Regions from separate parts of the Mus musculus genome. Here regions 1, 2, 3, 4, 5 and 6 are each linked to region 7. Evidence: chromatin contacts called from public HiChIP or PLAC-seq and promoter capture Hi-C data. All regions are on one chromosome and are shown on one strand. Each heading gives the region's core, a stretch centred on a gene start, on an enhancer-like site or on the middle of the called end of the contact. The rest is flanking DNA. Distances are from core to core; before and after follow the strand shown. Region 1 holds the start of Ppp1r10 (protein phosphatase 1, regulatory subunit 10). Region 2 holds the start of Psmb8 (proteasome (prosome, macropain) subunit, beta type 8 (large multifunctional peptidase 7)). Region 3 holds the start of Dhx16 (DEAH (Asp-Glu-Ala-His) box polypeptide 16). Region 4 holds the start of Nrm (nurim (nuclear envelope membrane protein)). Region 5 holds the start of H2-Eb2 (histocompatibility 2, class II antigen E beta2). Region 6 holds the start of Gnl1 (guanine nucleotide binding protein-like 1). Region 7 holds the start of Prrc2a (proline-rich coiled-coil 2A).

Region 1 (2,961 bases), core at 356-2,855, 750 kb after region 7:
TAACGCTAGCTTTAAAGCCACCAAGCCTGTTATTACTTCGGTGGTAACCTCTGTCACTACTCTGTAGTCCCATTTTAGGGAGTGGCGTCGAGACAAGCCTTCCTATTCCTCCCTGCCCTGCGGAGAACCTCCAGGGTGGTGAGTACCTGAGGCTAAAGGGCAATCTCAATCCAGAGAGCAGAATGATCTCAAGCATGCTCTGATGGGGAAATGACGTGTGACGAGGTGGAGTAGGACTAGTGTACTTGCTTTTAATTCCATAATCTGGGAGGGAGAGGTAGAAAGCTCAGAAAGTACCTATGAGACCAACCTGGGCTGTCTCCCGAACACCGGGGAAAATCCTTAAAATAGGGTCCTTTGCTAAAAAAAAAACAACAACAACAAAAAAAAACCAAACACGTCCTGGGTGCCACTTCAGGCACCAACGACCTGGTTACAAACTGCCCATTTCCACAGGGGCAACCCCACCATTTAGTTCTTTTGCCTAATGGTAGTCGGGAGACGACGATGATAACCCGTAACCCTGGCTCTGACCCGAACGCTCGGTAGTTAGAAATCGCGCGCCGTAGGGGACGGAGGCTGGTGCAGGGCTGACACGTAGACATGTGGGAAAACCCATGCCCCTTGACTCCTCCTAATGGAAGGAAGATCGAAAGTATAGACACCACGGGGAGGTAGAGAAAACCCCTCCAACGTTTTACCTGAGCTACATAGGAACTTCGTAAGAGTGTAGGAACCAGCTTTAGAAGCGTGTGCCGCAAGGGGGCAGCCATCTTGACGCACACCGGACGTACGGCCTGCCGGAAGAGCGACTGCGCATGCTCGGGACACGCACTAGGGTGGGCCAAGGACACGCCCCGCAATGCGGAAGGCGGCTGCTCACATGTCTAAGGGCGGAAGCGTCAAGGGGCGGGGTCCACAGACGCGAATTTAAACTGCGTCACAATCGAACCAGCCTTCAAAATTGCATTTCTCCCGGACCAGTCACGATGAATCCTAGATTCCATGGTTAGTGTCTAACATGAAAGCAGATTTGATTGCGATTTTAACCAGGGTGCTCCCAGTGCGCATGCGTCGGGCCGTTTCGGCCAACCGAGGGCGACCCCGGGTCGCCGGAGCGGAAGTGGTGGAGGCAGAGGAAAGGGAGGTGCCGGACGCGGCGATCACGCGCTGGCGTAGAGGTGATAGCAAGGAGACGGAAGAGGGGAACCGAGGGAAGGGGGCTTCGGGAAGGTGGAGGAGGGACGTCCAATCCGCGGGCGACCCGGCTCGCACGCTGGCCAATCAGAGTTCGCCTCGCGCACAATGTGTCCCGGCGAGGGCGGTTCTCCATCACGTTAGGGTGCGTTGGGCGGTGGCCGGGTATAAAAGACTCCGCCCGAGCGGGCGGCCGCCATTCTGGGGTTCGTTTAGAGGTAAGTTTGGGTGCTCCGTCGCTTTGGAGGGTAACGTTTTGCCGAGAGCGGGCCGGGGGAACGGGGTGGTTTCGGATTTAATGGGCAGCCACGTTTTTCCCTAATGCGGCTGCGTCCTGCGACAACTTTGAAACGTTTAAAGGCGACCCGTACTGATTACACCTTCCTCCTTTTGTGTTCCTTTTACCCCAGGTTGAATTTTCTCGGAGAAAGACAGGCCGGCCATCAGGAAAACAAACAAGCCTCAGCAACATCTAAACCCTTGAAAGGATCCTGAGAGGGGGGAAAGGGAAATCAGCCACCAGCCCAACCACTCGTGTCTTCTGCCCCTCCCCACCTATCTTGCCCACCCCACCAGCCCACGCTGCTTGGGACTTGAGATCTGTGGCCGAAGGACCGTCACCACATAACTTCAAAAATAATCAACCACCTTCCCTGCCCAAACCTACCCAATCTCACTCATCCAGCATTTCCGTTTTGGAATCCACTCAGACTTTTTTTTTCAACGACCCCCTCTCCCTAAATGGAGTTGGGCGGGGGGGAAATGAAAACTGAGTTGGTCTTTACTTTTTTTAAAAGAGACTTTTTGATCCAATGAGGCCCCACAAGTAACTGAGTTTGGGTCCTGGTTGGTTGCTTTATTTTTTTTCCTCCAAAATTTTACCCCTCCCCCCTGAGCCCGAGGTGCTGACGTCGCAAAAAAATTGGATAGTAAGTGTCGAATTTTCAAAAACCAGCCTTGAACAAGAAATCAACGTTTCCCGTTGTGAAACCAAAAATAATGAGAGGAAGAAATGAGACCATAGAACAAATGTAGAGTACTGGAGAGAAGGACCAATCGGGTCTCTTAAATCTCCATTAAAGGTCCTGTGGGTCTAAACAGTCTTTGTTCTCTCTCCCCTACCACCTGCCTCTTCCCTGCTGTGGAGCAGGCAAGGGAGAGGGTGAAGGGAGGGCCAGCCAGTGAGGATTTTGACGGTTAACCCTTGATAATCCAGCAGATTTCCAGACTGCCAGAGCATAAGCCTTTGCGATAATAAGGAGGAATGGTTACCTTCCTCTGGTTAGCAGTCTTCAAAAGGGTTAATGAGCTCACATACAAAAGATGGTGGATCTTGTGGCCCAGAAGTCCCACTTCTTTGTGTGTGAGACAAGCAGAACGCCTTTCAATTTGCCAGATTAATAAGCAATCTGTACATAAAGATTGCAGGGTAAGGAGATGGGCAGAGAAATATTAGCTGGCTATGTCTTTAAAGTGACTGTTAAATCCTCTCTATTTTAATGTAATTTGCTTGGGATATATTGTGTGGTTAAAATAGGTGGCAATCTAGGAATAAAGATTGCAAGACACTTAAATTTAGGGCAAAAATCATAGTAACAAGTACATACAATAACATTTGGGGAGGTAAAGAATGTCTTGTGATTGTTTCAGCTTGCATAGGTTATTTAAAGGCAAAAGTGATTAACATTTTAACTTGATACTTTTTTAGTGGGTGGTGGATACAGCTAAGAGGGTGGAAAGGTTGGGAAATGTGGAACTCAGGAG
Region 2 (2,903 bases), core at 206-2,705, 970 kb before region 7:
CCATGGTAGAGGCTCTTGCGGCTCCTGCAGACTGACAAGGCCTCTGGACTGCACACTGCGTGCTGTCCCCCTCCTGTCCTCTACTCTGTGTGACAGAGAACCTGGGAGCAAAGATATTACCACACCCACGGAGACAGTTGAGGAGCGGAGGTGCTTGTTACATGAGAAAATGTAAACTCTAGGAGATACCCGGAATTTACCACGAATGTGTTTCCCCGACCCGCTCCCTATTAGACGGGGTTTCAGGTACCTCACACCAACACTGAGCTGCTAAATCTCCGGTCTCCACCCTCCCGGTGCTGAGCTTGTATCACAGCATGCACACACAAACCTGGTTTATGTGGCGTTGTGATAGAATGAGAAGAAACGCCCAAAGTGTACAGAGAGAAAGGACAAGCAGCTTGCAATTAACCAAAGGCATAGGCTGGCATTTGGGTGTTCTATGGGTGTTTGATATTTGTAATAAAACTGGTGTTTTGTACTGTGGCTTCTCCCGTTTCTTAGCTCCCGCAAAGTCCTAGCTGAGTTAGTCAGCCCCCCCCCCCCCCCCAGGACAGTGTCCCGTTCTTCTTCAGAATTCTGTTTTACTTCTGGGTCCATCAGCTTTTATTTCCTGGGGCTCTCATTTCTCTTTACTGCTCACCCACGGACTCCTAGTGCTGAGCTGGACCGGGCGGCAGCCCCTCCCTCTCCGCACCCCAAGGCAGCAGCAACTGCATCTTGGAGTCCTTCTCTTCCTCGCTGAGGCTGGAGGAAGCGCGGTAGCGCCGCGGGTGGGGACCCCAGAAAATCAGACTGGATAACCTCGCCCGCCCGTTCAGATTCTTTCATCTTCTCCTCAGCGGCACACGCCGGGATAATCTCAATGAAATGGATAGGATTAGCCAGTAAATCTCTTCCATTCAGGGAGGGCCCGGTGTGTGACGTCAGCAGTTCCTGGGCAGATAATGTCCATAAAGGTTGCAAAGAAGAGGTGGGGTTGAGGATTCAAGGAAGGAGCGCGCAGCCCTGACTTGCGCGACGTGAGCAGCCCCGGGCAAGGGCGCGTCCTCGTGGGTGGCTCAGGGTAGTGAGACTGTTGAACCAAGAGGGGCCCTAGGAGGGACACATGAAAAGGCCCGACTGAGTCCTCTCCTTGGTTCGTCTTTCTCCGTTTTTTCCTGGTTGTCCCAGGACCTAAAGACCCCTGTGCATCCATTTATCGCATTTTCCAGTTTCTATAAAATGATGCTCATTTATTTGAGTGCTGCCCCCATCCCCAGGACGCACGCCTAGGTGGATCTGCTCAATACTCCTCTCAGGTTCCAACGTTCTAGACAACCTCTTTAGGAGATAGGACCCTATTCAGTCCTCCGCTGTTCCCAGAAGATGCCCCCCCCCGTCCCCCGCCTGTGGGTCTTCACGCACCCCACTGCTAGGCGGCCTCCGAAGGCGCACCTCTTCTTCCACCCCACAGCCCATTCTCTAGCTGGTTTCACTGATGTGGCAGCAGGAAAACTCGTCCCCAACACATTGTTTTAGTTCAGACACCCATTAACTGGGCTCTACTCGGAAAGGGCAGGGGATGGGGGTGGGGGACTGGTTCCCTCCCCTTGGTACTGTGGCTTTCGCTTTCACTTCCTTGTCGCAGAGTCGACGGATCTTCGGGGCCAAGTGGTCATGGCGTTACTGGATCTGTGCGGTGCCGCTCGGGGGCAGCGGCCCGAGTGGGCTGCCCTGGATGCGGGAAGCGGGGGTCGCTCGGACCCGGGACACTACAGTTTCTCCGCGCAAGCTCCGGAGCTCGCACTTCCCCGGGGAATGCAGGTGAGGACTGTAGGGCGTTCTGGAGAGATGCAGGAGGTGGGTGGTGGTGGGTGGCACAGAGGAAGGAGTGTCTGCCTGGGTCTGAGGAGGTGAGGACGCCAGGAGGGGCCGTCCAGGAGAGCAGCATCGAGGCTAGCCCTGAAGAACCAACGTGGAGATTAAGGCATGGGAAGGCGGGAGAAAGGGGTGGGGGAGGGACAGAAGGAGAGAGAGTCACGCACGGAGTTGAGACAGCGAGACTGAGAAGATGGTTGGTGCCAATCCCAAGACACAGTGCACAGACCACCATGCCTTCCACAGACTCACTGCTAACTACTACAGGGGCTGTACAGTTGTCTTGGAAGACCTATGAACTTTGGTGGCCTTACTTGGTCTCAGCAACCCACCCTGTGTGTCCTACGACACATTAGATGGCCTAGGTCTCAAGCCCCTCTACTGTAAAATGAGAGCAAGTTATTAAAATGTGCTTTCGAGAACCAAAGGAGCCACGGATTAGGAAACACCTTGAAGTCGCCTACCATGACCTTTGTTCCCACGTGCTGGAAAGCAGAAAGCTGGTGGGCTTAAATCCTGCTTTTCTTTCTTCGGAGCTACTGACATCTAGAGTCTGCAGACCCCTCCTCACTCTGCCACCCTGCCAGGAGCCTCCTAGCACTGAGGTGCCCCTCTGCCTCTTGCATCTCTTAGCCCACCGCATTCCTGAGGTCCTTTGGTGGTGACCAGGAAAGGAATGTTCAAATTGAGATGGCCCACGGCACAACCACACTCGCCTTCAAGTTCCAGCATGGCGTCATCGTGGCTGTGGACTCCAGGGCCACTGCAGGGAGTTACATTAGTGAGTATGTGTGCTCCATGTGTGCTCCAATGGTCCGACTCGTGGAGCTGTTCCCTCAGTAGAGCAGAAGGCCTGGGCCGAAGTTCAGACAGAGCTGGCATTATAGCACACTGAGGGTGGGGGTGGGATGGGGGGTGAGGGGTGGGTGGGGAGCTGTGGGCTCATTTCTTTGATCTCAAAACTCTTCCAGGCTCCTTAAGGATGAACAAAGTGATCGAGATTAACCCTTACCTGCTTGGCACCATGTCTGGTTGTGCAGCCG
Region 3 (3,088 bases), core at 5-2,504, 710 kb after region 7:
GCTTTGAGGATGTAAGTAATTAAGTGCGTAAGTAAATAAATAAATAAATAAGAGTTCAAAGTTATCTTTAGCTATGTAGTACATACAAGGCCAGCTAATTGTACATGAGTCCCGTGTTTTTTTGTTTTTTGTTTTTGTTTTTTAAATGGTGAACTGGAGAGCTGGCTTCTCAATTAAGAACACTTAGGTTTAACTCCCAGCACTCACGTGATGTCTCAAAAACACCCCTAACTACATTTTCAGGAGATCCAATGCCCTCCTCCAGATTCTGAGTGGTATACATACTTGCAAGTAAAATGCCTACACACACACACACACACACACACACACACACACACACACACCCAATAGAGGGGCTGGAGAGATGATTCAGTGGTTAAGAGCACTTGCTGCTCTCAGAAGACTGGTGTTTGGTTCCCAGCACCTATATCAGGCAGGTCCCAACCACCAGTAACTCCAAGTTCAGAGAGACACAATATCTCTGACCTAAAAGGGCACACACACACACACACACACACACACCACACACACACACACACATACTGTGCAGATAAATTCATGCAGGCAAACCCACATGCACATTAAATAAATAAATATTAAAATCTTATGATACCCAAACTCCCACCTAAATGTATTTATTATGTACCTTTAGTTTTTGTTGTTTTAATTTTTAATATTTTAAGTTAGGCCGGGCGTGGTGGTGCACGCCTTTAATCCCAGCACTCGGGAGGCAGAGGCAGGCAGATTTCCGAGTTCGAGGCCAGCCTGGTCTACAAAGTGAGTTCCAAGACAGAGAAACCCTGTCTCGAAAAACCAAAAAAAAAAAATTTATTTTTAAAAAAATTAGGTGTATGTGTGTTTGTGTATGAGCACGTGCACACAAGTGCAGGTGTCAGAAGAGACCAGAGGTGGTAGATCCTCCTGGATCTGGAGATATACGTGGTTGTTGGTGAGGGATGTGGGTGCACCGAATCGAACTCGACTTCGCTGAGCCGTCTCTCCAGCCCTTTGTTATATATCTTGTTTTCCTAACCCTGATTTGTACGTCTTTTATTTATCCCAGCTGTGGGAACTAGTTAGTCATCACTGACAGCTTGTATTGATAGAGAACTGCACCCGCGCACAGATCATTAGGGGGCGACGGAGAGCTTGGACGAGGCTGTGCATGAAAGCCTCTTGCACTTAGCGTCGGGAAAGAGGCTGCGCGATTTGAACCCGCCCAGCCACCGTCGATCCCTGGCCGGAAGAGCGCGACTCTTTCCGGGTTTCGCGGTCTGTGGAATTGGAGTCTCTACGGCAGCCGGAGCGAGGCGGTAGTACCGCAGGCTCTGTCCCCGCCGCAGTCCTGGCCGTTCCGCGGTTGCGCGCCCGGAGCAGGACGCGTCGCCATGGCGACGCCGGCGGGGCTGGAGCGGTGGGTGCAGGAGGAGCTGCACTCGGTGCTGGGGCTGAGCGAGCGGCACGTCGCGCAGTTCCTGATCGGCACCGCACAGCGCTGCGCCTCCGCCGAGGAGTTCGTGCAGCGCCTGCGGGACACCGACACCCTGGACCTCGGGGGGCCGGCGCGGGACTTCGCCCTGAAGCTCTGGAGCAAGGTGTGTGCCGCCGGGGCAGGCCACTCACAGCCGAATTGGCTCGTACGCAGTGTGGCTGTCTATTCTGTGATAGCCTGCAACTTTCAATATAGTACACAGGCTGGCTTAGAACTTGCAGCGAGCCTCCCTGGTAGTGGGGTGACAGAGAGACCTTTCATTCTTGGTTCCGCCCACCATTTAATTTTTTTCCTCTGTTATCTAGATATCATGCTAGGTGTTGGGTGTATACAGGTCTGTGGAGAAGACTCGAGATGGGGCTCTACATACATGTTTAAGCTAGAGCCATTGTTAGTTACAGCACATACCCCAGGCCTAAGGATGTAGCTCAGTTGGTAGAATGTTTGTCTAGCATACAGTAAGCCTTGGATTCAATCCCCAGCCCTGGGAAAGAGTCACTGAGAACAGAGCTAGGAGAATTAGCATTTAGGAAATAGGATCGAGGCTGGGGAGGGATGGCTTAGCAGTTAAGACCCCTTGTGCATCTGGAAGACTTGAGTTCAGTTCTCAGCAACCAGGCCTAGTGGCACACAACCATCTGTAATTCCAGCTCCAAGGAGATCGGAGGGCTTCTGGCCTTTGCCAGGTACCCCATACACATAAATAAATGAAAAATAAATCATGAAAAGAAAATGGGTTTTAGAACATAAACTACTTAAGCTCAGAACCAATACTTTAAAAAAAAAATTCTATCGTGGGGCAAGAAGAGATGGCTCAGGGATTAAGACCACTTGCTGTTCCTCTAGAGGAACCAGGTTCAATTTCTAGAACCCACGTGGCAACTCACAACTGTAACTCCAGTTCTATGAGATTCAGCACCCTCACACACAGCTCACGTTGCAGGCAGAACACCAGTGCACATAAAAATAAAAGTAAGTCATTAAAGTTAGGAAGAAGTTTTAGTTCGTGCATATGCCCGTGTGAGGCTGTGAGCGTACAACCTGTGAGAGCTGGTTCTTTGCCTCCACCACGGGATGGCTTTCAGTAATCATTTGCTCAGTGGATTCCTAGAAGGACGTTCAGAAGCTGCGGAGCCCTGTTGAGCTATGACCGTAGAACAAGACCACGAAGAAGAGAAAGATGGAGACAGGCTTTAGATATAGTAACCGGTTCGTAGGCAAATGAGGGTACTGAGGTCAGGAGCTGTCATATCTACCGGCAGGTGCCACGGAAGGCTGTGGTGGAAAAGCCAGCTCGGGCAGCTGAGCGAGAGGCCCGAGCCCTGCTAGAGAAAAACCGTTCTTATAAGTTGTTGGAAGACAGCGAGAGCGGCGAGGAGGCAGTGGGTAGTAACGGGAGCAGCCTCCAGAAGAAGCGGAAGAGACGGAAACACCTCAGGAAGAAACACCAGGAGGACGAGGAGGACGAGGAGGAAGAGGTTTCCGAGTCAGGGAAGAGGAAGGCAGGGTAAGTCAGAAGGAAGGAGAGGGATTGGAGCAGGCTGTCGGCTGTGGGGATGCTAAGCTTTCTCAGTACCCCCGTTTGATACACTGGGC
Region 4 (3,095 bases), core at 390-2,889, 700 kb after region 7:
TGCAGTGAATTATGTATAAGCTTAGAGAACTATTGGTGGTTGGCACAAATGAGGCCCAACTCATGACAGGCAATTGCTTTACAACTCATTCACACCCCAGTTATATGCTTGATCTTTAAGGTTTTTCTTTTTTGGTGGTGCCGGGGGTTGAATCTAAGGCTTCCTGAAATGCTGCTCAAAAGCTTCACCGCTAAGCAGTAGTCCTAGACCATTGTTCATTTGATGCCTGTGGAGGCCAGAAGTCAGCCTTGGATGTCTTTCCTCGGGCCACTTTGTTTTTCTTTGAGATAGGGAATCTCACTGGGACATGGGGCACCCTTAGGCTGGGCTGGATGGACAGTGAGCCTTAGGCATTTGCCTCCCTAGAGCTTGCATTATGATTTAAGGAGGAAACAGGTTAAAGAGAAACCACACATAGTCAACTGCTTGTTTCCCACCTATAAGCTCTTCTGGGACCACTTCACAGTGTCTAGAAGATCAGTGGAGCCAGGATGTGATGCTAGGCCATAATCCCAGCACTTGGAGGCAGAGGCAAGAGGATCTGCTCAAGATGATTCTCAGCTACATAACAGCAAGTTCGAAGCCATCTTGCGCTACATGAAGATTCTGCCATTAAGGCGTGTACCACCACCTGGCTAGATTCTGCCATTAAAAATATATATACATTTTTTTTTTTTTGAGCAGTCCAAGTGGGGGCTGGAGAGAGCTCAGTGGTTGAGGGTACTGGGCTCTTCCAGAGGACCTGGGTTCAAATACCAGCACCCACATGGCAGCTCACCACTGTTACTCCAAGATCTGACACTCACATAGTTGCAAGCAAAACATCAATACACATAAAGGCAAAATAAATGTAAGTACAGAACTTCTTCAAAAACATTCACAGATGGAGCCCACTCAATACATTTCCCAAGCAGAGATCAGGGTGGGGAGGAAAAGTGCTATACAATGCATTAGAACTTGGTCCAGACGTCTTGGGAGCAACCAGCCTCCCTGCCCTTGCTCTATCTGTAATCTGAGAGAATCAGCTCTTGTCTTCTGAGGACCCTGTACTTGGATAGCTATGGTGATTGAGCCTTTCATTACTCGGTCTTTGGTTTTAGAGACAGGGTTTCTCTGTGTAGCCTTTGGCTATCCTAGAACTGACTATATAGGCCAGGCTGGCCTGGAACTTGGAGATCCATATGCCACCATCTCCCGACCTTGTCTCTCTCTCTCTCTTTTTTTTTTTAATGGCTTTTTCGGAACCGGTCTCCATATGCAGTCCAAGCTAACTTCAAATTCTCCTGCCTCACCCTTCCGAGTACTGGAATTACAGGCACGAGCCACCACACCCAGCTCTAAAACGGTCACTATACAAAAATCTATGTTGGGCGGGGTGGCGCCGTTTGTAACCCCAGCACATCAGGGATTGAGGCTGGAGAATAAGGAGTGATTATCTTTAAAAACAAGATGTTCTTTATGTTTCCACGCAAGGGAGGCTCTGTCTTCACTTTCCTCGAGAACACTGACAGCGCTGAGATTCGACCCACAAGGGTAGCCGCAGACCAGCTGCCCTGACGACGCCTGGGATTCCAACTCCGCGCTGTGACGCGCCGCTCGCGGTCCCCGCCTTGCCGCCAGCACCCCCAAGGAGGCGGGACCTGGGCAGGGCCAGCAGTCGCGGGAACCCTGAGCCCGCCTTCTCCTCAGGCTCCGCGCTGCTCGCCATGGCACCGGCGCTGCTGCTGGTTCCTGCGGCCCTCGCCTCCTTCATCCTGGCCTTTGGCACCGGAGTGGAATTCGTGCGTTTCACCTCCCTGAGGCCGCTGCTTGGAGGGATCCCGGAGTCTGGCGGTCCCGGTGAGCCGCAGGGATCCAGGGCGAGCTGAAGCGGAGAGGAGGAGCCGAAGCAGCGTGGCGAGGGCGGGGCATGGAAACAAATGACAGGGAAACCGCCAAAGCTGGGAGGCGCTGCTGGGAAGGGAGCGGAGGCTAAATCAGAAACTCCAAGATTAGTCTTGTGCAGAAAGCTGCGAGTGAAGACTGACAGAGTACGGCCCGGGGTGGGGGTGGGGTTTTGTGAGGAGAGCCAGGGGAAGGAGAAAGATAAAAAAGGGGAAACGCTGCTAGAAAACCCCAGACAGCGAGATGTGGTAGCTCACACCTTTAACCCTATTATTGGAGGGGGCAGAGGCAAACGGATCTCTTGATTGAAGGTCTATCATTACTGATTTCAAGGCCTGATCTATTGAGTGAGGACTATGTATGTAGAGATACCCTGTCTTGGAAAAGCAAACAAGAAAACCACACCAAAGACCACTTCCCTAGTCTCCTTGCTTGCTTGTGTGTGTGTGTGTGTGTGTGTGAATGAATATAATTGTGGAATGTGTGCTTGTGCTCCTGTGTGTGCAGTGCAAACGGCTGCTGAAGGACAACCTTGAGTTGTTTGTTTGTTTGTTTTTGGGTTTTTTTTTTCAGGGTATTTCTATGTATCCCCAGCTGGCTTGGAATTCAGAGGCCTATGTATTCTTTTTTTTTTTTTTTTTTTAAGATTTATTTATTTATTTTGGTGTTTTGAGACAGGGTTTCTCTGTATAGCTCTGGCTGTCCTGGAACTCACTCTGTAGACCAGGCTGGCCTCAAACTCAGAAATCCGCCTGCCTCTGCCTCCCGAGTACTGGGATTAAAGGTGTGGGCCACCATGCCTTTCTTTCTTTCTTTCTTTCTTTCTTTCTTTCTTTCTTTCTTTCTTAAGATTTATTTATTTTATGTATATGAGTAAACCTTAGCTGTCTTCAGACACACCAGAAGAGGGCATAAGATCCTATTACAGATGGTTGTAAGCCACCATGTGGTAGCTAGGAATTGAACTCAGGACCTCTGGAAGAGCAGCCAGAGCAGCCAGTGCTTATTGAGGGGGGAGGGGGGAGACAGGGTTTCTCTGCATAGCCCTGGCTGTCCTGGAACTCACTGTAGACCAGGCTGGCCTCGAATTTAAAAATCCACCTGCCTCTGCCTCCTAGCCAATGCACTCTCTCTCTTTCTCTCTCTCTCTCTCTCTCTCTTTTTTTTTTTTTTTGGTTTTCCAAGACATGGTTTCTCTGTGTAGCCCTGGC
Region 5 (2,985 bases), core at 435-2,934, 840 kb before region 7:
AAGGAACTCAGGACATGACAAGATACCCTGAGCCTGACAGAAGAGACAGTGGAACACAGGGTTGAACTCATTGCCACAGGAAAGAGATTCTGAACAAGACACTGAAAGCCCAAGCAATAAGACCAAGAATCAGTAAATGGGACCATGAAAATGAACATTTTTCGGGCAAGTGATAATGCTCATTTACTGCTCTTGCGAAGGTCTTGAGTTCAAATCCCAGCAATCACATGATGGATCACAACCATCTGTAATGAGATCTGACACCCTCTTCTGGTGTGTCTAAAGACAGCTATAGTGTACTTACATATAATAATAAATAGATCTTTAAAAAAAGAAAATGAAAATATTCTATACTGCAAAGGACACTACCATATGGGGAAAGTGGCAGCCTAGAGAATTGGAAAATATTTTTACAAATTATATGTATGATAGAGGGTATCTAATATATATGAAGAGCTAAAAAGGTAAAGCCAAAACATCAGGAAAATAAGAAAACAAAATAGATCTCAGCAGAGTGTTTTCAAAGGTGAAATATATCAGAGAAACAGTTTAAAATGTTCAACATTCATTTTTATTTTTATTTTATTTTATTCTTATTTTCATTTAATAGGGGGTTGTATATGTGTAATACTTGTTTTCTGTTCTGATTTATTTGGTACACAGAGATGGGAGGAGAGAGGGAGAGAGAGAGAGAAAGAGAGAGAAAGAGAGAGAGAGAGAGAGAAAGAGAGAGAAAGAGAGAGAGAGAGAGAGAGAGAGAGAGAGAGAGAGAGAGAGAGAGAGAGAGAGAGAGAGAGAGAGATATCATAAAGTTGGGTGATGAGGAATGGCGGGAGGAACTGAGGGAAAACATAATCAAAGTGTATTCTATGAAGTTTTCTTTTTAACAAAAGTTTTAAGAGATAGCACCAGGAATAGCTCTGAGTACAGATTTGGGCACCTAAAAACTCACTCAATGAATTGTAGTGACATTTATTGCAGGGTGGCAAATCCTACTTCAAGAACTACCAAGATAGATAAAGAGGGACCATCAGAACAGTGGATTAATCTTGGAGTTCCTATTCTGAACTGTCACTCAAAGCACATTCTTGATCTAGGTCGTCACCGTTACTTAACATAATGTGTAATCATCATGCAGCACACGGTTCACATTTCACAAATACTATGATTGTATTTTATACTGTAATTCACACTTTATGTTCAGTGATTGTCTTCGTTCTAACCTTATATGCACACATTAGCAAAGAGTTCTTATGACCTTTCTTAGGATAAAGCAGAAGGCAAGTAAATGTTAGAGGATTTCCCTCAGCAGATGGGGAAGTCATAGGAGGAACCCCAACTGGGACTGGACTCTCACAGGTTCAGTTAGCCTGAGGCAGACTGATGGTGTCAAGGCTGCCATCAATCAGAGTTGGTGGCTCAGTACAGCGTCCATGCAACTGCTGCAGAGCCACACTGATCAAAGCTTCTAGGCTCTGAGCTGAAGCAGTCTGTCTGCTTAACAAAGGAAACTGGAAATTTCAGAAAGACCTTCACTCTGCGCCTCTGACCAGCAACTGATGCTGCTGGTGCTCTTGGCTGCTGATTGGTTCTTCAGCACTGAAGGTGCCCAACCCAGCACCAGTGGGTGGAGTCTCTCACCCTTGCCAGTCAGCCAGGTTGGCCTGCCTCTCTAGCAACCAACCTCTCCTCTCCTCAAGCATGGTGTCTCTGTGGCTCCCCAGAGGCCTCTGTGTGGCAGCTGTGATCCTGAGTCTGATGATGCTGACCCCTCCGGTGATTTTAGTCAGGGACCCACGACGTAAGTGCACCACCTCTCATGTTCTGAGTTGCTAGGGGTTGGGAACAAAGGGGCTAGCTTCATTTTGTCTACAATTGGTTTTAAAAAAACTTCTCAGTTTTTCTTTGATCACCTCTCTTAATCATACGAATCTCATATTATTTCCATATAAAAGTGTCTTAGATGTTCTTTTGAGACCCATGAATGGAATTGACACATGGGTCATATTCCTTCCCTCCTCATGTGTCCGGTCAACACTGACATCACATTTCCTACATGAAAACGACAGGGCACTTAAATAAGGACCTGTATAGCACCTGTCTGAAATGTTAAGTTGGAAAATTTCCCTGAAGATTTCATGAGCAATTAAGGGGAGTTGGGGGGCCCTGTCCTAAAGACTGTGCTGTGCCCTTACTGGGATCTGTGGCCTGATCTCGTCTCCCTGAATCCCAGAGTTTTTGAAACCTCCATCCCCGTGCTGGGATGCTGTCAGGGGAAGTAGTCAGGGTTCTCTCTCTGCTGTTGATGGCACCCTAGAGCGGACCCTGGGACTTAATATTTGAATCTGCCTCCTAGACAAGGAATACAGATAATATACTCTTGGTACCTGAAACTTAACAGTTCTTCTGAAACAGTGCACTGTGTCTCAAGCATCAACTGCATTTCTGCCTGAGGGTGAAGGAGAGGATCCACCTGGTTTCAGATGTGAAGTTCTATTTTCATATAGAAAATATGTCAGAATCAACAGTTACATGTGGTTCAAACTGAGTACCCAGAGCCTGGGGGTTGGGGCCAGACAGCGTGAAGGCTGCTAATGTCTCCTGGGGTTAGAAGACAGTCAGGAAATAAAGTGTCTGGTGTTGTGCGACTTCCCCAAGCTTTGAAGGTTCCATTGCTCACCTTCTCGTCTCAATTATCTGTGTGGGCTTGTTGGTCCTCACTACATCTCTCTGCCCTTTCCATGCACTGTGTAAAGGTCATCCTTGTCTAATTCAAGTGCTGATATTTTGCCCTCATATCTTGTTTCAATCCAGACATGGCCATGTAATGGTCATACCAAGAACCTCCTCTCTCATGTTTGTGTAAATAATTCTTATCGTTTCTTTTATGCCTTGTCAATAAATACTGATCATGCAATGGCTGGGCAGAAGAGAGAATAGGGTGGGACATCTGCCAATCAGAGGAAGGATTTGGAGCCATGAGGA
Region 6 (3,026 bases), core at 372-2,871, 820 kb after region 7:
CCTTCTCCAGGGCTTAAAACATGAATCAGGGCCCAATTTCTCCTCACCTGACTTGGGATCACCAGGCTTCCCGTTAGCCATGGGGGGAGGGCCCAGAAGGCTGGGTGGTCCTAAGAGCAGACGTGAGAAAACAGCCATCAGAACGGTGCAAAGGACTGATCACCTCGTCCTTACGTGGTCTTATAACACTCAGTTTTTAACCAGGTAAGTCATATATCCACTCAGCAGTGCCGCAAACTCTCACCCCGTCCATCTGCCCGTCCCTCTGCAGAGTTGTTTGAGAGTCCATCAGAGGGTAACAGAGGTCTCTAACAGCTCTTTCCTCACAGTGCTGCATCCACAACATGCCAGTGATTCCACGTACCCCAATCCCTCACCTTAACTGTTGGCCCATCATAGTTTTTTTCTCCTCTCCTTCCCTCGGGGGAGTAGTTCACAGAAGGTTGACCTAACCAGTGGAAGTGTGGTCACAAATTGTCTTCCCGATCATCACAATCTGTAACATCGCTGCCACCCCTCTCCCCCCGCCATTCTGCGGTTGCGCAAGCCAGATGTTTAGCCGAGCCGCCACCTCCCCTGCCTTCTCCAGAAAGGATTAGGAGCCAGATTGAGGTTGAGGGTTCAAGCAAGCGAAGCCCTCAATCCAGGTTCCACCAGCATCCCTCCCCCACCACGTCCCACCCCACCTCCACGCGTGCGCCCTTCCTCCTTCCGTTGGCACCTCCTCCCCCGCATTTCATTCTATCCTAGCCCCCTGGCCGGCTGACAGGCGTGTGCACGCCCTGCCCCTCACCCATGGGGCGCTCATCCTCCTCATCTCCAGGCTCGTCCCGCTCAGACAGTGCGAGATGTTGCTGCTGCTGCGGCAGCGGCGGCGGCTGGTCCTGCTTCTTTCGTTTCGGCATAGCGGCTGCGGCAATGGCTGCAGCAAGATTTGGAGGGCAGTGAGGAAGGGGCACACTAGCTTTCCTTCCGCTTCCGGGTGGGCGATGGGCCGGGTGACCGAGGCGCCCACCATGCCACTTCCGGGAGGTCGTGGATGTGCCGCGGCCGTTCGCTCCTACAAGGTGCCTCGCTCACCCCGCCGCGCGCGTGGGGAAGCTTTGCTCCCCCTTGTGCAGTTCCTCTCCACGTGGGAAAGCACCACCCCATTCCAGTGAGACACCGGACAGGCTTCGGGACTCTGGCGGCACGCGAGAGGCCTGTCGCATCCTAAGGTCGCCACATCCGGGCCCCAGTTACCATGGCAACAACTACAGCCACAACTCCGTGCTCTCTGACCTCTCTCCAAAAGTCCTTGTCCCGCTCGCTTTTCCTCCTCACCCGCGCTCGCACGTGTGGCCAGTGAACCTGCCTCTTCCGCAATCTCCTTACCGAGTCCTGTTGCCGCAGGCCAGTCCACGGGGCAGCCAGTCCACCGGGCAGCCAGCGCAGTCCCGGCTCTCCCGCCAGGGGCCATCCTCTCCAGGCGGCCGCGCGGTGGGGCGTGTCCTCGCCCCGTCGCCCGGCCCCCGCCAGGTGAGTGGCAGCTCCCGGGAGCGCCGGGCGGCGGTGACACGCGTCCCCCCTCCCGCGACTGCCACTTGGTAGCGCCCGTGACGGAGTCGGCTCGGGCCTCCCACGCGCGTCTCCCGCTCGCCGCACCGTGCATCCCGGACCCGCGGACTCTCACGTGCCGCCGCTTGCATCCCCGCCGCCCCGCTCCCCGCTCCCCGCCGCTCGCTGCTGACGTCACCGCGGCCCCGCCTCCCCAGGGCCCCGGGCCGCCGGCGGGGGCTGCCCCGGGGAGTCAGTTGCGGCGGCGGGGAGCTCGGCGGAGGGCGGGCCGGGGCTCCGGGGCCATGCCGAGGAAGAAGCCCTTCAGCGTGAAGCAGAAGAAGAAGCAGCTGCAGGACAAGCGGGAGCGGAAGCGAGGTCAGGGAGGGGGCGGGGCCGCTGCGCAGCTCTGGAGGAGGGCTGTGCCGCGGCACCGCGGGCGGGGGGTGGGTGGGTGGGCTCTCGCGATCCCGCGTGGGCTGCCACGGTGGGGGTTTCCCGCAGCGGCGGGACGGGGAGGGGTGGAGGGTGGGGGATGGGAAACTCTGCTTCTGCTTCTGCTGCTGCTGCCACAGGGCGCTGTGACGACCTCCAGGCCCATCCGGGACGGGGTTGGGGCGCGCGGTTGGGAAGATGGAGCCTCTGGAGAAGTTGGGTCGGCTGAAGAAGAGCTTGTCCTACCGGCTCGGGGGGCTTTAGGTCCCCTAAGAACCGGTCTACACCGGCGTCACCGGCCCCTCCCCTCAGGGCTCCAAGATGGGCTGCGCTCCAGTTCCAACAGCCGCAGCGGTAGCCGGGAGCGGCGGGAGGAGCAGACGGACACGTCGGATGGGGAATCCGTGACCCATCATATCCGCAGGCTCAACCAGCAACCTTCCCAGGGCCTGGGGCCCAGAGGCTACGACCCCAACCGGTAAGCCAAGGAGAAGGGCGCTGGCCGCAGTTTCCCCGCCCTCACCCTTAGGAAAAGCTTCCGATGAAGGATTGAAAGTGGAACTAGTGAGGCTGGAAGCCAAGGAAGGTGGTTCTCCCTGGATGGGCCACAATCTTTCTTGCCTTCCAATGGGGACTGTCAAGAGTTTGTTTAGAGGAGACTTGAACAACCAGGAGAGGAACCTTTGCAGTTTTGTGGTCAGAAGAGGAGATTGTTTGTCACAGGACTCCACTAGATGTGTGGTCCCTTTCCCCTTAGATACCGGCTGCATTTTGAACGGGACAGCCGGGAGGAGGTGGAGAGGAGAAAGAGAGCGGCCAGAGAGCAAGTGTTGCAGCCGGTCAGTGCTGAAGTGTTAGAGTTGGATATCCGGGAAGTGTATCAGCCTGGCTCAGGTGAGTGGGGGCTACTTGTGTATGCCATCAGCCTGGGGAACTTGCTGGCCAGAGAAGGGGTCCAGAAAAAGTCCTCATGCTTATCCGGTCTCTTTCCTTGTTTCCCAGTCCTGGACTTTCCCCGGCGGCCTCCTTGGAGTTATGAGATGTCCAAGGAACAG
Region 7 (2,916 bases), core at 233-2,732:
GAGCAAGTACAAGAACTTCAGATTGTCAACCTATTAGACACCAGCTCCCTAATCACGCCCCAGGGCCCTGTGTCCCAGGTTTCATTCCCAGCAGCCTTAAGTCCCATCTGGGAGGTTTGAAGGAAGGTATGCTGGGAGCTTAAGGATTTTTATGAGCTTGCTCTCAGACCAGGAGCTGGTGCCAGACTAAGCCTTACTAAACAACAGGGGCTCCACAGAACCCCTGGATGCAAAATATTCCATCTATTCCTTACATAGCCCCCACACAGGCTCTTGGAAACAATTCTGCTGGCAGAAAAAAACAAAAAAACAAAAAACTAGTGGACCCCATGTAAAACTGAGGAAAACCACAGCATGACGGAGCTACCTCGACAACACCCTGTAACCATGGGCCAGGCAGCAGAGGCCAAACCCAGAACCAACTACCATTTTTATCCTCATCCAGTCTCTTCATAAGCAGTCATTTGTTCCCCTAACAGCCCTTACTCCTCAGGCAGGAAAAACTCTACATCTGAATCCATCCTCGAGTGACCGGGCATTCATTTGTGGGTGGGAACAGTGTGAAAAAGAGATGGAAGATAGCAAGAAAGCATGCAGGCCTAGGATGAAAGCCAAAATCGGGGAGAGAACTAACTTTACCACAAGCCAGAGAAAAGAAGACAGGGGTTGCTCTCTAGGCACTTAAGGAAGGCAATCTGAAATCTACCATGAAAGGGGGAGAAAGCAGAAAAACCGTAGAGCAGACAGATTTCAACTGCTAAAGAGAGAATCAAGCAGAAAGCAGGGAGGGAAGCAGGAACGGCTGAGGAAGGCTGACAAGGGGCAGTGTCAGGGGAGCTCAGAAGAAAAGAGGGAAGAGGAGGAGATAGGGCCATGGGGGGAAAAGGGAACGCAGAGGCTTGGGGGACGCAGAAAGGCGAAGATGCTGGCCGAAAGCGGGGCTCCAGAACCAGAGTGACTCGACGCAAAGACCAAGAAAGACCGGGAGCCATAGCGCCGGGTGGCAGCAAGGGCTCCAGAAACACCAAGAGCCCCTCAAAGGGTAGGTCTACAGGCGGCGGAGGGGCCCCGGGCCGGCCGAGGGGCCGAGGGCGCGACGCGAGCAGGAACCGCGGCCTGGAGCGCGGTCGTGCCCTGAGGAGCAGGCTGCTGGGCCGCGGCCGCCCCCAGCCCTCCACAGCGGCCTGGGAGCGGCCGGCGCAGGCCGAGGGGGAGGGGCAGGCCGGCGGCAGGAGGACAAGATGGCGGCGGCTGATGGCAGCTTCTCCCCCGGCCCGCCGCCGCCGCTGCCGCCGCCCCGCGCCGGAAAGGGCGTCAGCGCCCAGCTCGCCCAGACTCACCTAGCCGGGTGCGTGGGGGTCCGGGACCCGGGCTCAAAGGCTTCCCGGGGCGGATGGCGGCGGGGCGGGGGCGGATGGCGGCGGATGGCGCCGCGCTCGGCTCCTCCCGTCTCCCTCGCTCACTCCGCGGCTGGGCTCCGACTAACGGCCCATCCGGGCAACCGCCGCCCCCGGGAACACCCCCCACCTCCCGCCTCCCTCCGCGGCTGGGCACGCCCCCTTATTTGCATAGGGGGCGGAGCCCTTACTCTCCGACCCCTCCGCTCTTCAGGGCTGTCCCTACTTTAAAAAAATAAAGGCAGTGTGTGGAGGATATTTGCATAAAGGGGAGGGACTTACAGACGCTAGGACGCCGGTTGGCTAGGGAGACGTCTTGGCGTCGGCAGTTGAGACGCGTAGACCGGGCGGAATGCGAGGCCGTTGGGGCGCAGAATTTACACGACGGATGGTGGGAGAAAAAGGATGCGCATGCGTAGTTGGTCCGCGGACGGCTGGGAGCCGAGAGACACGCAGGGAAGGGATGCTAGGCCCCGGTCACTCTCAGCGGAGAAGACGGAAAGAACTGCGACGAATGGAAGGGATTAGTTAGTCGAGGGCGGAGTTACATAGACCCTGGAAGAATTTCAGGTCTGGTGTCCATTCGTGAGAGGTAAACGCGTCAGGGAGGCGGGGCTTTCCAGTTATCAAATCACGTCATGCAAATGAAGTGGATAGGCAAGCCAATCAAAGGGTCCAGAGGAGTGTATCATTGACTTTCTTCGAGTAGGCGTTCTTCGAATGGTTCTGGGTATTTGCATAATATATGCAAACAATTTGAACAAAGGCAAGGAATGACCTACTCTTCCAAATTTTAGCAGCGACTAACTACGGCGGATATTTGACATTTAATTTTTATGCTCAATAGTTTTAAAAACTGTTTTTATAATTAATGTTCCTTCAACAATGAGTTTCAGCTTTAAAGGTCGTACTACTTCCCCTCTTTGTTTCTTAGTACTTGACTGTAGAAATCTTTGCCTCTCACCACACTTACACTTACTCAACATTTTCCTGTGAATTTTTATGTATATTGGTGGGTGCTCACTGGCCTTTACAAACCAGAGGTTGACGTCCAGAGGGCTCGCGCAAACACTTTATTTTTTGAGACATTCTTTTCATCTTTCAGTGAATCTTGATACTTGGATGGCTGAGCTCAGATTCCATATGGACTGGCCAAAGAGCTTGAGATCTTTCTATCTCTGCATCCCGGTGCTGAAGTTACAGACAGGAGTGATCTGCCCAGCCTGGACATGAGTACAGGAGGTCCAAACTTAGGTCCTCATGCTTGTTAGCAAGCATTTCATCCGCTGAGCCATTTTCCTAACTCTAGAAACATTTATTTGTTTTTATTTTATTTGTATGCATATCTACATATATGCATATGTACCAAGTGGGTTCCTGGTGCCACCTGGGTTCTTGGTTCCTGTACCAAGAGGAGTTCAGATCTCTTTGAACTGGAATTACTGGTGATTGTGAGTTCCCAGATGTAGGTGTTGGGGATCGAATCCAGGTCCTCTGAAAGAACAGCAAGTGCTGAGCC

What was found. Promoter capture Hi-C pulls out the DNA fragments that hold promoters and counts their contacts. HiChIP or PLAC-seq counts read pairs in DNA pulled down with a chosen protein or histone mark.
Region 1: a promoter capture Hi-C map of second pharyngeal arch cranial neural crest shows a contact between it and region 7. The contact joins the promoter of Ppp1r10 here to the promoter of Prrc2a in region 7. A contact is called at or near these places in 9 of 39 promoter capture datasets (the 3T3-L1 cell line, the HPC-7 cell line, cranial neural crest and 6 more) and 2 of 115 datasets of contacts at active chromatin or transcription factors (memory CD8 T cells and pancreatic cancer cells).
Region 2: a contact with region 7 is called in an H3K4me3 HiChIP or PLAC-seq map of the SCID.adh cell line, with 8 times the contacts expected there. The contact joins the promoter of Psmb8 here to the promoter of Prrc2a in region 7. A contact is called at or near these places in 2 of 39 promoter capture datasets (hippocampal neurons and stem cell-derived epiblast-like cells), 1 of 115 datasets of contacts at active chromatin or transcription factors (the SCID.adh cell line) and 1 of 9 other capture datasets (adipose tissue).
Region 3: a promoter capture Hi-C map of hippocampal neurons shows a contact between it and region 7, with 4 times the contacts expected there. The contact joins the promoter of Dhx16 here to the promoter of Prrc2a in region 7. A contact is called at or near these places in 8 of 39 promoter capture datasets (the C10 cell line, cranial neural crest, embryonic stem cells and 4 more), 2 of 484 Hi-C or Micro-C datasets (cerebellum and ventral hippocampal neurons) and 1 of 115 datasets of contacts at active chromatin or transcription factors (astrocytes).
Region 4: a contact with region 7 is called in a promoter capture Hi-C map of the HPC-7 cell line, with 3 times the contacts expected there. The contact joins the promoter of Nrm here to the promoter of Prrc2a in region 7. A contact is called at or near these places in 16 of 39 promoter capture datasets (the 3T3-L1 cell line, the HPC-7 cell line, cranial neural crest and 9 more), 1 of 484 Hi-C or Micro-C datasets (embryonic stem cells) and 2 of 115 datasets of contacts at active chromatin or transcription factors (astrocytes and memory CD8 T cells).
Region 5: a promoter capture Hi-C map of pre-B cells shows a contact between it and region 7, with 4 times the contacts expected there. The contact joins the promoter of H2-Eb2 here to the promoter of Prrc2a in region 7. A contact is called at or near these places in 3 of 39 promoter capture datasets (cranial neural crest, liver and pre-B cells).
Region 6: a promoter capture Hi-C map of hippocampal neurons shows a contact between it and region 7, with 3 times the contacts expected there. The contact joins the promoter of Gnl1 here to the promoter of Prrc2a in region 7. A contact is called at or near these places in 1 of 39 promoter capture datasets (hippocampal neurons) and 1 of 115 datasets of contacts at active chromatin or transcription factors (pancreatic cancer cells).

The regions. Positions count from the first base shown.
Region 1 is chr17:35,915,591-35,918,551 of GRCm38.p6, forward strand. It overlaps Ppp1r10 (protein phosphatase 1, regulatory subunit 10), which reads left to right and starts at 1,606. Exons shown (of 19, transcript NM_001163818.1): 1 at 1,606-2,126. It overlaps Mrps18b (mitochondrial ribosomal protein S18B), which reads right to left and starts at 850. Exons shown (of 7, transcript NM_025878.2): 1 at 702-850. The coding sequence starts at 773. Mir1894 (microRNA 1894) reads left to right here and starts at 2,299; the gene lies at 2,299-2,379.
Region 2 is chr17:34,196,740-34,199,642 of GRCm38.p6, forward strand. Psmb8 (proteasome (prosome, macropain) subunit, beta type 8 (large multifunctional peptidase 7)) reads left to right here and starts at 1,456. Exons shown (of 6, transcript NM_010724.2): 1 at 1,456-1,806; 2 at 2,494-2,641; 3 at 2,832-2,903. The coding sequence starts at 1,660. It overlaps Tap1 (transporter 1, ATP-binding cassette, sub-family B (MDR/TAP)), which reads left to right. Exons shown (of 11, transcript NM_013683.2): 11 at 1-486. The coding sequence ends at 35.
Region 3 is chr17:35,878,524-35,881,611 of GRCm38.p6, forward strand. It overlaps Dhx16 (DEAH (Asp-Glu-Ala-His) box polypeptide 16), which reads left to right and starts at 1,255. Exons shown (of 20, transcript NM_026987.2): 1 at 1,255-1,595; 2 at 2,755-2,999. The coding sequence starts at 1,389.
Region 4 is chr17:35,859,679-35,862,773 of GRCm38.p6, forward strand. It overlaps Nrm (nurim (nuclear envelope membrane protein)), which reads left to right and starts at 1,640. Exons shown (of 4, transcript NM_134122.2): 1 at 1,640-1,839. The coding sequence starts at 1,707.
Region 5 is chr17:34,323,991-34,326,975 of GRCm38.p6, forward strand. H2-Eb2 (histocompatibility 2, class II antigen E beta2) reads left to right here and starts at 1,685. Exons shown (of 5, transcript NM_001033978.3): 1 at 1,685-1,801. The coding sequence starts at 1,702.
Region 6 is chr17:35,978,334-35,981,359 of GRCm38.p6, forward strand. Gnl1 (guanine nucleotide binding protein-like 1) reads left to right here and starts at 1,622. Exons shown (of 12, transcript NM_008136.2): 1 at 1,622-1,914; 2 at 2,284-2,449; 3 at 2,729-2,865; 4 at 2,974-3,026. The coding sequence starts at 1,842. It overlaps Prr3 (proline-rich polypeptide 3), which reads right to left and starts at 962. Exons shown (of 4, transcript NM_145487.4): 1 at 794-962; 2 at 48-110. The coding sequence starts at 905.
Region 7 is chr17:35,163,395-35,166,310 of GRCm38.p6, forward strand. It overlaps Prrc2a (proline-rich coiled-coil 2A), which reads right to left and starts at 1,483. Exons shown (of 31, transcript NM_020027.3): 1 at 1,341-1,483.